2 separate regions of the Ovis aries genome follow, and region 1 is linked to region 2. The links are chromatin contacts, called in public Hi-C maps. All regions are on one chromosome and are shown on one strand. Each heading gives the region's core, a stretch centred on a gene start, on an enhancer-like site or on the middle of the called end of the contact. The rest is flanking DNA. Distances are from core to core; before and after follow the strand shown.

The links. Hi-C and Micro-C count contacts between places; a contact is called where the count stands out from the background.
Region 1: a Hi-C map of liver shows a contact between it and region 2, with 4 times the contacts expected there. The contact joins the promoter of LOC101118064 here to the enhancer-like site in region 2. A contact is called at or near these places in 2 of 16 Hi-C or Micro-C datasets (liver and mixed tissues).

Annotation. Positions count from the first base shown.
Region 1 is chr21:37,963,649-37,966,680 of ARS-UI_Ramb_v3.0, reverse strand. LOC101118064 (solute carrier family 22 member 10-like) reads left to right here and starts at 1,695. Exons shown (of 8, transcript XM_060404305.1): 1 at 1,695-2,283. The coding sequence starts at 1,882.
Region 2 is chr21:37,913,784-37,916,913 of ARS-UI_Ramb_v3.0, reverse strand. No RefSeq gene overlaps it. Among named protein-coding and RNA genes, the nearest start is that of SLC22A8, 63 kb to the right of the region's middle. Within about 2 kb of position 1,278, at least 1 of the 54 cell types and tissues checked has an H3K27ac peak or open chromatin away from gene starts, as enhancers often do. A contact at or near this core is called in liver, where this site is marked.

The DNA of each region.
Region 1 (3,032 bases), core at 446-2,945, 49 kb before region 2:
AAGTTGAGTTTCAATCCAGCTTTTACACTCTCCTCTTTTACCCTCACACTGTTCATGGGGTTCGCAAGGCAAGAATACAGAAGTGGTTTGCCATTCCCTTCTCCAGTGGACCACATTTTGTCAGAACTCTCCACGATGACCCCTCCATCTTGGGTGGCCCTACACGACATGGCTCATAGTTTCATTGAGTTAGACAAATAGGAAAAGGAGTAAGTCAAAACCGTATATTGTCACCCTGCTTATTTAACTTACATGCAGAGAACATCATGAGAAATTCTGGGCTGGAGGAAGCTCAACCTGGAATCAAGACTGCCGGGAGGAATATCAATAACCTCAGATATGCAGGTGACACCACCCTTATGGCAGAAAGTGAAGAAGAACTAAAGAGTCTCTTGATGAAAGTGAAAGAGGAGAGTGAAAAAGTTGGCTTAAAGCTCAGCATTCAGAAAACTAAGATCATGGCATCCAGTCCCATCACTTCATGGCAAATAGATGGGGAAACAGTGGCAATAGTGGCTGACTTTATTTTGGGGGGCTCCAAAATCACTGCTGATGATGACTGCAGCCATGGAATTAAAAGACGCTTACTCCTTGGAAGAAAAATTATGATCAACCTAGATAGCATGTTAAAAAGCAGAGACATTACTTTACCAACAAAGTCCATCTAGTCAAGGCTATGGTTTTTCCAGGGGTCATGTATGGATGTGAGAGTTGGACTGTGAAGAAAGCTGAGCACCGAAGAATTGATGCTTTTGAACTGTGGTGTTGGAGAAGACTCTTGAGAGTCCCTTGGACTGCAAGGAGACCCAACCAGCCCATCCTGAAGGAAATCAGTCCTGAATATTCATCAGGAGGACTGGTGCTGAAGCTGAAACTCCAATACTTTGGTCACCTGATGTGAAGAACTGACTCATTTGGAAAGACCCTGATGCTGGGAAAGATTGAAGTTGGGAGGAGAAGGGGACAACAGAGGATAAGACTACTGGATGGCATCACCAACTCAATGTGCATGAGTCTGAGTAAACTCTGGGAGTTGGTGATGGACAAGGGGGCTTGGCATGCTGCAGTCCATGGGGTCGCAAAGAATCAGACAGGACTGAGCGACTGAAATGAACCGAACCGAATTTTTACCCTCATCAAGAAGCTCTTTAGTTCTTCTCCACTATCTGCCATTAGAGTGGCATCTGCAAATCTGGTATTGATATATTGATATTTCTCCCAGCAGTAATGATTTCAGTTCATGATTAATCCAGACTGGCATTTCACATGATGTACTCTGCATATCAGTTAAATAAGCAGAGTGACAACATACACCCTAGTTGTTCCCCTTTCCCAACTTTGACCCAGTTAGAAATTGCACCACATGCCACTTTAACTAAAACCAAAGGATTGTATTTTCTTAAGTAGTGTGTTGTTACAGAACAAACAATTAAAACAAAATTTGTTTTCTGCTCTTTCCTAGAATAGTCCTTATGTCTCTCCAGTTCCATTTTTTAGAAATGACTGAAGACTGTGTAGCTTACTCTAAGGTTATTCAGAGGTCATGTACATGACAAAGTCCTATGCTAGTTTCACAGAATCACAAAGGACAAACACATTCAGAAAGTAAATCTTTAAACAGATTTAATGTTCATCAGATAGATATCTTTGGTAAATAATTTTCTCTATAACTTTGCTAAAAAGCAACCACCCCCATGCTTTCAAAAGGACTAGGGAAACTGATTCCATTGCTCTGTTACAGTAGTGAGGTGGGTTAGACCCAGGCATGAGAAACTGGCATGAGGTCACATAGACTTAGCGTGAATTAAAGAAAACATTTTCTCCCTTTGAACTTCTCTCTGTAAAGTCATTTTGACTCCTCTTGAATATCATCTATTCACAATGGCCTTTGAGGAGCTTCTGGATAAAGTTGGTGGCCTGGGGAAATTCCAGATCCTTCAGATGGCTTTAATTCTCCCTTCTCTCATGGTAGTAGTCTGTCACTCACTGTTGGAGAACTTCACTGCAGCCGTTCCTGGTCATCGCTGCTGGGTCCACATTCTCGATAATGCCACTGTCTCCGATAATGACACTGGGATCCTCAGCCCTGATGTCCTCCTGAGACTCTCCATCCCAGTGGATTCAAACCTGAAGCCAGAGAAGTGTCGTCGTTTCCTCCACCCCCAGTGGCAGCTCCTTCACCTGAATGGGACCTTCCCCAACATGACTGACCTGGACACGGAGCCCTGTGTGGATGGCTGGGTGTACGACCACAGCTTGTTCTCCTCCACCATCGTGACTGAGGTAAAGGCCCCATTTACTTCTTGTAAGTGTAGGTGTATGCTCGGTCATGTCCTGAACATACAGTCGCGTCCTGAGTCATATCCTGTTTGAAAGTAAAAGTTAGTCATTCAGTCGTGTCCAACTCTTTGTGACCCCATGGACTATAGCCCACCAGATCCCTCTGTCCATGGAATTCTCCAGGCAAGAATACTGGAGTGGATTGCCATTACCTTCGCCAAGGGATATTCCCGAGCCAGGGATCGAACCCAGTGCTCCCTCATTGCAGACAGAATCTTTACCAACTGAGCCACCAAGGAGTGCTCCTATCCTGTTTAGAATAACATAAATTAAACAGGGTTCAAGTCTTCAGTCACTGAATAGATAATGCAGCCAGCTTCCTTTCATACTTTTAGTAAGTAGTGATCGATTATCTTTTTAATTGCCAAGCACTTTATTCTTTTTAATTTATTTAATTGGAAGATAATTACTTTACAATATTGTGATGGTTTTTGCCATATATCTGTATGAATTGGCCATAGGTATACATGTGTCCCCTCCATTCTGAAGCCCCCTCCTATCTCCCTCCCCACCCTATCCCACCAGGTTGTCACAGAGCACTGGCTTTTCATGTCCTGTGTCATACATCAAACTCACACTGGTTATCTATTTTACATATGGTAATTTTAAAAACCCAGGAATAATCAAATGAGACTTAAATAAACTTAAAAGCCTTTGCACAAAGAAGGAAACTATAAGCAAGGTGAAAAGAC
Region 2 (3,130 bases), core at 29-2,528:
CTCCATCTGAGGTATCAAAATTCTTTATACAAAGCCAGAGTTAGAGGTGAGATATCAAAGAAGGGGCCTCCATTCTTCTGCTCAAAAAGATTACTAGGTCTTCTGAAGACCATCCTTTGTTCTGTCCACTTTGCAGTTCTACGATTCTTTGTTTCTCCCAATAGATTTTGTCTAATATATTGAGATTAACGGATAGTTTTTCTTGTTTACTCTGTTGAAATGATGAATTACATTGATATATTTTACAGTGATAAACTGATTTGCCGCTGTGGTAAGCCTACACGTTCAAGATATAGTAACCTCTTTTAACACATTGTTTTATTTGATTTGCTAAAAATTTTAGTGAGAAGGTTTGAATCTATGTTGATGAGTTACTGTTCTCTAGATTACTTCTCAGTTTATCTTCATCTGCATTGATATCCCAGTAATGTTACCCACATAGAACGTTAAGAAACATTTTCTCCTCCTCTATTCCTGAAAGAGAATGTGAAATTAGAATTATGTCTTCCTTAAGTATTTGGTGGAAATTTTCAGTGAAGATACTTGTAGTTTCCTTTGTGGGAGAACGTTTAACTATAAATTTAAAAATTTTTATGCCGTGTGTGTGTGCTTAGTCACTCAGTCAAGTCCAACTCTTTGAGACCCCATGGACTATAGCCTGCCAGGCTCCTCTGTCCACAGAATTTTCCAGGCAAGAATACTGGAGCCGGTTGCCATTTCCTTCTCTAAGGGATCTTTCAGATCTGCAAAGTGGACAGAACAAGGGATGGTCTTCAGAAGACCTAGTAATCTTTTTGAGCAGAAGAATGGAGGCCCCTTCTTGATATCTCACTTCTAACTCTGGCTTCGTATAAAGAATTTTGATACCTCTGATGGAGAGATTTTGAGATTCATGCACTCAAAATAATTCTCTTGTGTCTCCTGCATTGGCAGGCAGAATTCTTTAGCACTGAGCCACTGGGAATAGATATAGACTATTTAGTTTATGTCTTTATGAATAGTTTCTCTCCTCATCATAGATCCCATTTTCTTTATTTACTTGGTAATTTTTGACAGAAGCCAAGCATTGTGACTTTCAGCTTCTTGGGTGCTAAATATTTTTCTACTCCTGAAAATTTCTTTGAGGTATGCCTAAGATACTTGGAAACACTGATCTTTTGGGAGGTCTCAGAAAGTCCAGGAGACTGCATATCAGGCAGCCGTTTGGACTCACTAACAGTCTGTCAATACTGGCAAGGGGTTAAGGAACCACAGGCAAATCTGGACTTATCTCCTAGCTTGTTGACCAAGTCTGTAAACAAACCAGGCTTGTTTGCTTGTTATCACAGCAAGGTGAGCACTGAGGTTTGCAACAGAGAAAGATTTTTTTCATGAGGCAGCCAACTGAGGACACAGGAGAACAGATCTCAGAACTGCATCCCCAAAGGCCAAAGGCTCAAGATATTTATGATATGAAGAGGCAGAGTGGTCACAGGCATTTGGAAAGGGGATTGGAGGTGAGGTGAGGTCATTCATTTCTCTGAAGGCCCAGGTTTAGGGTTAGTGGACTCAATTAGTTTTAGCCAGGTGTATTGGGCAAGCGTTGACTCCAAACTTTTGGAAAACAACTTAAGCTCCCATTACTACAGTGACTCATGCATCAGAAGCATGATCTATAGCGGTGGTTAGAAATCTGATGATAAATTACCTAGGGTTCATGAAGTTTGGAGAATATGAATTAGAGAAAGGGGGAAAAAAATCAGCTGCCGCTGCTGCTGCTGCTAAGTCACATTAGTCGTGTCTGACTCTGTCCGACCCCATAGACGGCAGCCCACCAGGCTCCCCCATCCCTGGGATTCTCCAGGCAAGAACACTGGAGTGGCTTGCCATTTCCTCCTCCAATGTGTGAAAGTGAAAAGTGAAAGTGAAGTCGATCAGTCGCAACCCCATGGAGTGCAGCCCACCAGGCTTGAGTAGGTTTAATCAGTAAGGGCAGGTTACCAGCAGAGGGGTTTGTGAGCCGTTGGTCCCTTATCTGCTGTTCTATGAGACACACTCAATGAGTTCTGTTAAGTGCCGTCTTCCATTGGTTTCATAATTTCTCCCTCTTCATCCGCTTTTTCTTTCTAGTATCAAACTTTATGTGTTTCTCTGCTTCCTGTCCACTTTCTTTTTGTCCTATTCCTTATTTTATCTTTTTAAAAATGTAATTATCTACAGAAAACAGCTTTTAAAAGGCATCCATATATACACCTTATATACAAAAATGAAATATATATTACTAGTTTGCTGTGGTACAGAGCTTTCCTTAGGAGAGGAGGATGGCTCTGACGCTAGGAAAGATAGAGTAAGCATACTACATCTGGGCTCTTTCACTAAATGCACATTGAGAACTGGGGAAAAAAGTATGAAACAACTATTTTAGACTGTGAAAGTATATTACAGTAATATATTTACATGTCTAAAATCAATAGCAAAAAGTAGATGAGAGGGCTTCCCTGGTGGTCCAGTGGTTAAGAATCTGCCTTGCAATGCAGGGGACACTGGTGCAACTCCTAGTCCTGGAAGATCCCACATGTTGATGGGCAACCAAGTCTGTGCCCAACTGCTGAACCTGTGCTCTGGAGCCCACAGGCTGCAACTACTGAAGCCCTAGGGTTTAGAGCCTGTACTCCACAACATGGGCTTCCCTGGAAGCTCAGTTGGTAAGGAATCCACCTGCAATGCAGGAGAACCTGGTTCAGTTCCTGGATCCGAAAGATCTGCTGGAGAAGAGATAGGCTACCCACACCAGTATTCTTGGGCTTCCTTGGTGGCTCAGCTGGTAAAGAATCTGCCTGCAATGTGGGAGACCTGGGTTTGATCCCTGGGTTGGGAAGATCCTGTGGAGAAGGAAAAGGCTACCCACACCAGTATTCTGGCCTGGAGGATTCAATGGACTGTATAGTCCATGGGGTCGCAGAGTCAGACACGACTGAGCGACTTGCACTCTGCAACAAGAGAAACCACTCCAGTGAGAAGCCCATGCACTGCAACAAGAGAGTAGCCCCCACTCTTCACAACTAGAGAAAGCTTGCATGAAGCAATAAAGACCTAGCAAGCCTCTATATATATATATATCAGTCAGTCAGTTCAGTTGCTCAGTCATGTC